2 separate regions of the Ovis aries genome follow, and region 1 is linked to region 2. A link is a contact called in public Hi-C data. All regions are on one chromosome and are shown on one strand. The core of a region is the stretch at or near the end of the contact, and the rest is flanking DNA. Distances in the headings are between cores, read along the strand shown. Region 1 overlaps DOP1B (DOP1 leucine zipper like protein B). Region 2 holds the start of LOC101115420 (carbonyl reductase [NADPH] 3).

Region 1 (4,743 bases), core at 2,070-4,569, 42 kb after region 2:
CACGAGTCCGTGTGGACTTTATTGTGCTCCACTAATTGTCTGCATGGTGCCGGGGACACGCCTTGCAGCTCCTGTGCTTCATGCCTTTATCTGGCAGGAACATGGTTTCCACCCTAGCCTAATAACCGCTCTTCGGTTCTAGAAGTTTTCTACCTTTCCCAGGTGGTTTTCTTCCAGGTGAACTTCAGAATCATTTGCAAAGTTTAAAGAAACTCTTACAGGGGCTGTTGGTATTAGGTATCAGTTATTGTATATTTCAGGGAGAAGTGACATCTTCCCACAGTCGGGCTTCCTCCCACCTGGAAATGTGGTGGTCTCTTCATTGACTGAAAAGCATTCACTTAGGTTCCTAAGCATTGGATTGTGTTTCTTACATAGATCCTTACTGTATCTTAAATATATTCGATATTTTATACATGTATTTATTTTTTGCTATTTTCAATGGGATTATTTTACACTGTCTGTTTTAATGACTGTTGCCACATTGGAAACTATCAATTTACAGAATTTGGAAACTAGCCAACTTGGTGAATTTATTTCTTAGTTTTTTTTCCAGCTAGTTGTATTGAGTTCTTCGGGTAGACAGGTAAACATACCATCAACCAGTCCTGTTTGTGTTTTTTTGTCAGTGTCTTCTGGATCTAGGTTGAACACCGATGATACTGTCAGTGCTTCAGTAACAGTACCATGAGCTGCTGTCTCAAAGAAGTCGAAAACTTCAGTGCCACCCTAAGACTGAAGTTTCTTGCTCATGAATCAGTTCTGCAGTGGTGGGTCCAGGTTGGGCGACTGACGTTCACATGATCATTCCACAGGCTCAAGCCAGGGACCCTGCTGTCCTTAACACGTGGCTTCCAACATTTGCTGACATTCTGTCCCACCGAAAGGGGGAGGAGCATCTAGGTGTGTGCCCGGACTTTAAAGGCACAAGCTGCAGCTTTGTAGATGCTGGGTTTGGAGGAAGGAGGCGGTGTTGGGCTCGAGCCAGCCTGGAGAGAGTGAGCCAGGCCCTCGGGCCTCGGCCACCACCACTGGGTGTGCCGCTGGCAGCCCCACCACCCACCCCCAGCAGCTCCATTTAGCATTGCCTGCTTCCACGCAGGAGCGCACCCCAGGACGGGGGTGCCGGACCAAGTGGGCTTCCGGCCAGCCAGCACCGTGGTGGAGAGTTTCAGCCCCGACCTGAAGCTGAACTACCGTCCCCAGCGCTGTGGCTGCCCACCCCCGGTGCCTCTCGGTGCACGAGGCCCTTGTGGGCCAGGGCATCCCAGGCACCGGGGAGGGTGCGTCCCGTTCTGCTCCAGCGGGTGGGGGCAGTTGGGAGGTGCCCCTGGGACTTCAGTCCCAACACTGAGTCTCACTTGAGCACGCCAGTTCTGTTCTCCCTGGTGTTGTGAAGTTTGAAGAACATTGAGTTCTACCAGTAAAGCGTCTGTGTCTGAAGCCTCTTTGGAATTTGTAATGAGACTCTTACCCGCCACATCTTCTTTCTTTCCTCCCAGCTCTTAAACTTTTGACAAGTTGGTTATTGGGCTTTTGGTTTGTCTGTTAGACCTGTCATTTGCATGTGGGTTAAAATACGTTTAAAGAGCAGAAAAATAAGGTGTTTCCAGACATTTGACCATCTGTGTGTCTAAACGGTAGGCTTGCATTTTTTATTGAATCCACGTATATATGGTGGTTATTTCAGCCGTCTCCACATCCTGTATGTTTCAGGGTTTAGACTGCACTCCGAAGGGTGTGTTTGCCCCGCCTGTTCATTTGCCTTTCATGTGGTTTACTGTAGAGCTCAGTTGCCTTGACCTTCACGATTTTTCATCACTGGCCCCCTCCCCCAACAATGTGGTGATTGCCTTTAACACCAGTGGGTGAGAAGTATATATACTTCTCAGTCACTATTTTTCAAACCTAGAATCCTCCAAAATTCTCCACTCCCTTTACTGATAAAGACACCGAATGAGGCTCAGGCTGTTCTGCACATGGTGTTTCAGCCCCAGCGGCCCATCCAAGTCCACGGAGTGGGGCGGGTGGGGTGGTTGGCAAGTGGACATGAGGGAGGGCCCAGGACCTGTCTTGCAGTCAGCAAAGAATCAAGTCTGGAAACCTGGAAAGCACTGGAAAGCATCATAGTAGCCCCTGAAGTTTATAAACTGGGGGGAGGGACAGGGAAAGGAGGTGTAGTGATGAGCGCAGTGGCTCTTATAGCCCGCACGTCGTAAATTCAGAGGAGAGGAAGCAAAGAGCCGTGTGTGAGCCCACATGTCGTAGCCTGCCTCTCCGTGAGGCAGCGAAGCGTTCATTGGGATGTTTCAAGAAGAGTTTTCTGGCCTAGTGTCGGACTCCTGAGTCCCATCAGCCGGGAGCCTGGGGTGGCCCCCAGTGCCGTGTGCACACGTGTGAGATCCTGACGCTCTCGGGGGCAGGAGTGGACTCAATGCCCTGGAGGCCTCAGCTCCCTTTGGAGTCTGGTCCGCGGGACCAGCGTGAGGGCAGGTGATGGCGCGTTTTCTGTTAATAACATGAGATGACGGGCGGCAGCCTGGGACAGGCTGGACGGCTGGTGAGGGCCTGAGAGCTCCGTCCTGGTGCTTCCATCAGAGCCTGGGTTCCCCGTTGCGTTGGCCCTGCCCTTGGCTTCCTGGTCTTTCCTGAGCCTGAGGCCCGCCTGGTCCTCCACGGCCGAGCCTGCTGCACAAGCTGATAGAAACGAGTTTCTGAGACTCGCCGAGTGGAGCCCAGGCCCAGGGCTTAATCTGGCGGTTCTTGGCACACACGGTTGGACCATGCCCCTCTCTGGGCACCGTAAAGTCTGTCCAGGCATGGAGATGCTCAGCCTTCAGTCCGTTCTTCCTGTGCCACCAACGTGCTATTTGTTCAGAAAGTACCGATGAACGCAAGCTCCAGCAATAAGGTAAACCAGATGCAAACGAAATAAACTTTAAGACAATTTTAAAAGAGAAAAAAAAAGTGTCCTGTTGGGTCTCTAACGGATGCAGGCGGCTGAGTGAACCTCCGCATCCCAGGCTCTGCCGGCAGCTTTATTGCTTGGACCATGCGGTGTGGATGAGAACTGACTCCGTAAGGGTGCAGCTCTGCAGGCTTGCTCTCAGCGTTGGTCAGAAAGCAGTACAGCAACACATGAGTCAAGGACCTTCGTCAGCAGGAGGCTTGTCCCGTATGGAGGAGTTTGACCCACGTCACTCCCCCGCTGCCCGTGAAAACCGAAGCTGGCCTCGCTGGCTACCTGGGATCCTGGCCCCCTGCCCCAGCTCTCGGAAGCCCTGGTGACATGCTAGTTTCCCCACCTGTCTCCTGCCCCCTCCCAAGCTGGTGCGGTGGCCAGGTCGCTGCCATCTGAGGGCAGGCTGGATGCTCTCCACCGAGGCCTGCTTTAACACGAGAAGTCCTGGCGGTTTGTCCGTACTCAGTGGCTGTCCTGTTTTCATTCCGTCTGGAGGGCACCATTGCTGTCCCCTGGCAAGTGTTTAGTGAGTGTTCAAGCTTGTGCCACCTAGCCAGTCTGACTCACCGTGCAGCTTCATTTTTGTGCCGTGAAACAAACATCCTTATAATGATGATGGACTTCCAGAAGGGAGACATGAAGGGCCTCACCATCTGCTTGACAAGAGCCGGGGTTTTAAATTGGCTTCCTCAGCATCCCTTTATAGACGAGCGTCAGGCTTTCTGAGGTCAGCACTAACACTGGGAGGGCAGGTCTGGGCTGTCTCCTTTGGGAACTTCTATTTATTTTTATTTTCAGATTAATTCATATTAGAGTATGGAGAAGGAAGTGGCAACCCACTCCAGTGTTCTTGCCTGGAGAGAGTCCCATGGACCGAGGAGCCTGGTGGGCTGCCGTCCATGGGGTCACAAAGAGTCGGACACGACTAAGTGACTAACACACAGGTATTAGAGGATAGTTGCTTTTCAACATTGTGTTGGTATCCACTGCAAAGTGAGTCAGTTACACACATACGTGGATCCACTCTTTTTTAGATTCTTTTCCCATATAGCTCATTACAGTATTGAGCAGAATTCCCCGTGCTATACAGTAGGTCCTTGTTAGTTACCTGTTTTATATATAGCAATGTGGACATGTTTTCGTCTAGAAATTTTTTAAGGAAACATTTAAAATTTTTATTTTAAAGGCTAGAGCATTTTAAAAATGTAATTTAACTCTCCCCTCACCCATGATATTAAATTACTCTAACATTTTTAAAAACTGTGATTAAAATGCACATAACATAAAATTTATCATCTTAACCATTTCCAAGTATATTGAGTTACTTTTCGAGTCCACAACTTGCCCTTTTGGAATTTTTAATCATGTTTCTTACATAGAGCTGTTTTAATCATGCTGGGAGTCCTGGAGAATATCAGAGTGTCAGACTGGATAATGTCAGAGTGAAACAAAAGAGAAATATAGACATTGCCTTGGGTGGAGTGAAGTGAGACACTTCCTGGTCTCTATTAATGGAGCTCAGATGTGGTTCAGACCTTTTCTTTACAACTTATGTTTTGTATTTTATTATTTTGTTCTAAGATCAGTCTGCTGAGCCTATGAATACAATGAGGTTAAAACTGTTGTAATTATATCTTAATTATAGCTCAAGGAATACTGTAAAATAATGCAGTGCTTGGGTGAAACAAATAAGGAAGTTTAATTTCCTGTCTAATCATATTTTTCCTTTTTGGTTAGCATGTTAAAAAGTAATTTTGAAAACATGGCCATGTTTTCCTTCT
Region 2 (4,429 bases), core at 1,320-3,819:
AACCTCTGGTGTCCTCTCCTCTCTCCTCAGAGGCCATAGCCCTACACTACGCCCCTTGCCTTGCAAACATCTCTCCCTGTGTTTTGTGAGCCTGGCGAAACACCAGCTCTCCAGCTTTGCAGCTGCACGAGTGGGTGGACGATGCCAGGAGGAAATTGGAAGGGGCTGGCTGGGCTGTCTTGACATTTATGACCACAGGTCTCAAATGGGCCCCCAACTCTGCTCATCAATGCTGCCTAATTCCCTAATAAATTTACTTTCCTGTTCTGCAAGATGGCTACACTTTCCTCAAGTCTCCCCAAAGAATCCTTCTTGTTAATGATCTCAAATCATTCATCCCTCAAAGGGAAAATAGTGCCCCCAGGAGAGCCACCCAACATCCTACCACTAGACCCACACACACGGCCTGCCCTGTCACAGGAAGTGTCCTGATTCCAAGGCCAGGCCCCCGTCTGAGCCCTAGGACCCATCTGCACTCACCTTCCCACACATTTTGTTCTTGAATTATTCGTTTTGTCTCCGTCACCTATTTTTACCTCTTTTTGAAATAATTCCTATTGCATAAAAATGCTTTCCTCTCTCTCTCTCTCTCTCCTAGCTTTAAAAAACTCCTTTAAAAGAATTCAAGTCATACAAAACACATTCTCCATCTACAACAGAATTAAGAAATCAGTAACAGCAAGGTATCTGGAAAATCCCCAAGTAGTTGGAAGCTTAAAAAAATACTTCTAAATACCCTTGGTCAAAGAATATATCAAAAAGTAAAATTAGAAGTTACCTATTTTATTTATTTATTTATTTATTTTTGGCTGCACGGCACAGTTTATGGAATCTTAGTTCCCCAACCAGGGATTGAACCTGGGCCCTTGGTAGTGAAAGCACAGAGTCCTAACCACTGGACTGCCAGGGAATTCTAGAATTATTTTAAACTGGTTGAAAGTGAAAGCACAATGTATCAGTGTTTATGGGATGGCACTAACATAGTATTAAAAGGGAAATTAATAACCCTTAATGTCTATGTTAGAAAAGAAGAAAGATTTCAAATCCATGATCTCAGCTTCCATAGTTAAGACTCAAAAAACAAAACAAACAAAAAGGAGCACAACACAAACCAACTAGGAAAATGAGCCAATAAAACCCCAAATGAGAAGAGAAGAAATAAACGTTAGAAAAGAAATATAACCAGAAAAAATGGAGAAAAATACCAATGAAATCAAAAGCTTCTTCCTGAAGTAAACGAACAGTTCTAACCAGACAGATCAGAAAAAAAAAAAAAAGAAAGACAGAAATTGCCAATATCAGGAGTGAGAGAAGTGGCATTGCTATGGATATTACAAGGATTAATAAAGGCATATTATGAATGACTTCATGACAGAATCAATAACATAGATAAAATATACAAATGTTTTGGAAAACGTGAATTAAGCTTTCAAGAAGAAGTAGAAAACCTAAGTAGCCTTACATTTTGAAAAGAGAGATCCAAATAATCTTTAGGGGAAAAAAGAAAATAATTGCTGAGCCACAGCAGGTGCCCACCTTCCTGACCTCACTTGTTGATTTGATGAAGAAAGTGCTGTCAAGGTGACAGGCTTGGGTAGCTCAGCCAAGCTGTGCTTGAGAAAAGCTCAGTCATGAAATCACTGCTCTCCATAAATCTCAAAGTCACCAACTGAATGCACTCGGATCACACTAAAAAGAGTGGGTTGAAGAGTTCTAGTTGCTTGTCCACACTGTGACACACCTTTAGAGATTCATTTTCAGTTAAATTTTGTGGGCACAGAGATTTCACTGGGAGAAATTATATATACATATATATATATACAAATGTATATCCTAATTGTTGTTTAGCTGCTAAGCCTTTTTCGACTCTTTGAGAGTCCACGGGACAGTAGCCCGCCGGGCTCCTTTGTCCACGGGATTTCCCAGCAAGAATATTGGAGTGGGTTGCCATTTCCTTCTCCAGGGGAGACACTTAGCACCCACAGGAGTTATGCAAGATGAATAAAAACATTCCGGCAAGACGCTCGGCACACAGTGGGAGTTTGATAAACACTCTCGCCCACTTGTGGGCGCACTGGGATCCCACAGAGCTGGGTACCCGGCCCACACCTGGAAATCTGTTCTTGGGACCTTTTTTCTCTCATTCCCTCTTTTGAGTTTCTCTGAAGCAAGGAATGGGATCGAGGTCTTGAGAAGCAGGTACCGTGTCGAAATCATTTCACTGTATTCAAGAAAAAAGCAAGTATCCTCATTTTGCAGAGGATGACAGGCGCATGCCCAAGAAAATTGTCAACACTTGTTTTTCTCCGTTGGGGTTTCTCCTGCGCTAGTTTCTTCATTCAGATTGCGGTAAATCTTCAGACCCTTTCGACTCACCGCTGTCTGGTTTATGTTTTAGGGGAAGCCTCTCTCCACCCCCGTAGACCACTGCTTGGCTCAGTTGTGGCTCAGAGGCGGGATCAACAGTCGGCGCTTCGCGGGGAGGGGGCGGACCCGGGAATGGGGCGTTACAAAACATTCAGGAACAGACCGCCCCTCCTAGGAGGGGAGGGATCGAGGACCCGAGGCTCTTTCTCTACAAGTCACAGCGCTGGAGCCTAGAACCCAGTTCTTCCTGGCTTCTCAGACTGTGGACCGGCCTCCGCAGCGCGCGCCGCCGGTGGCCCACGGCCTGGATCGCTCTCCACCCAAGGGCCCCGCGCTCCCTGCACACCGGCCATGTCGTCCTACACCCGCGTGGCGCTGGTCACCGGGGCCAACAAGGGCATCGGGTTTGCCATCGCACGCGACCTGTGCCGGGAGTTCCCGGGGGACGTGGTGCTCACCGCGCGGGACGAGGCGCGGGGTCGTGCGGCAGTGCAGCAGCTGCAGGCGGAGGGCCTGAGCCCTCGTTTCCACCAGTTGGACATCGACGACCTGCAGAGCATCCGCGCCCTGCGCGACTTCCTGCGCAAGGAGTACGGGGGGCTCAACGTGCTGGTCAACAACGCGGGCATTGCCTTCAAGAGTAGGTGAAGGGGTGGGTGGGAGGTCTCCGGCTCTCCGAGGGCGCCCCGCGACGAAATGCACGCGCCCCTGCCCCCACCCGTCCACTGGAGTGATCGGAAATGGAGCGCCCGCCCCTCGGGATGCGCTCAGCTCTCGCCTCCCACGGCTGGTCCTCGCTTCCCACGGAGTCGCGGGAGCGGTTCGTTTCGCTCGAGAGCAGCCGCGGTGCCGGGCACAGCGTGCCCAGCGTGCCCCGCCTGCCCGCCGGCCTGTGCGGGCCTGTGCGCCACCCGGGACCCTCCCAGAACCGTCAGCTGCTGAGTTTTGCAAGAGTCGGTCTCCGGGGAGGGGACCACGCCCTGCTAAGCTCATCAGCTTTCTAATGCCAGAAACATTTGCTCTGCGAAGGGTCTCCAAGCTCTCTTTGGGCTTTCGCTTTCCCTCAAAGAGCGCATTCATAGACACCAGGAGGCATCTGCTCGGGACAGGAAGTGAGTCTCGGAGACACGGATTAGCGCGCATATATACACGCTAGTGGACTTGGGTCTCTTTAACGCAGGGCTTTGATAGGCTCTGGCAAAAAGGAAGCGAGTGTGGTTCCCACCCCCAGGGAAGCTCCGCTTGTTATCAAACATAGAAGGTTTGTTCTGGGTTTTTCTTTTTTAAGGGTGGTTTTAAGCAGCATCCTTCTTTGGAGAGGGGCAGGGAGATGGAAATGACTTGCTCCATGACTCGAATAAGAAAGTTATTGATCTGCCTTGTGCTGCGGGTAGAAAATAAAAGGCTGGCCTCACAACCTAATAGGAAAGAGAAATCTAAGAGGCCGAGCGGAGGAAAAGGAAGCATTGTGAAGCCTAAGTCTTCATCTCCCTCGGCTTTGGGCGTTGGGCCGCCCGGGGCACCCGTTGGGGCAACTCAGGCTGCCGGGCTTTCTGCGCGCTCAGGCGGGGAGTTGGCGGACACCCCCTCGGAGCGCACAGCTGAGGGATCGGTGGACAACACATGGGGGGTACACTGACCTCATCTGGCAATCCTCGCCCCTCAGCGTTTGGACCCTCGATCAGCAGTACCTGCGACTCTGGAAACTGCGGGAATCGCAGAATTGCCAGCCTCAGCCCCACACCTGCTGAGCTGTAATCTGCATTTTAGCAGAATCGCCAGGTGCTTCCTCCTATGCCCTTTCAAGATGGGTTTGGCCACTGCTGCTCCAAGTGTGGCTCACAAGCCCGTAGTTGGAGCGTCACCTGGAAACTGAATTAGAAATGCAAATTATGAAACCCCACCCCGGAACTCCTTAATCCCAAACTCTGGGGGCAGGTCCCAGAAAGCTGTGTTCTAACAGGCCCTGCGGATGCTTCAGATAGAGGCTGGACGTCTGAGAACCATCAGCCTCCTGCTTTTAATTTATGTAAACATCTTTGGCTGGGCTGGGTCTCCGTTG

What was found. Hi-C and Micro-C count contacts between places; a contact is called where the count stands out from the background.
Region 1: a Hi-C map of muscle shows a contact between it and region 2, with 2.5 times the contacts expected there. The contact joins the enhancer-like site here to the promoter of LOC101115420 in region 2. A contact is called at or near these places in 9 of 16 Hi-C or Micro-C datasets (blood, liver, mixed tissues and 3 more).

Annotation. Positions count from the first base shown.
Region 1 is chr1:269,097,007-269,101,749 of ARS-UI_Ramb_v3.0, forward strand. All of the region lies in intron 2 of DOP1B (DOP1 leucine zipper like protein B), which reads left to right. Among named protein-coding and RNA genes, the nearest start is that of DOP1B, 23 kb to the left of the region's middle. Within about 2 kb of position 3,320, at least 5 of the 54 cell types and tissues checked have an H3K27ac peak or open chromatin away from gene starts, as enhancers often do. A contact at or near this core is called in muscle, where this site is marked.
Region 2 is chr1:269,056,163-269,060,591 of ARS-UI_Ramb_v3.0, forward strand. It overlaps LOC101115420 (carbonyl reductase [NADPH] 3), which reads left to right and starts at 2,570. Exons shown (of 3, transcript XM_004003400.5): 1 at 2,570-3,007. The coding sequence starts at 2,719.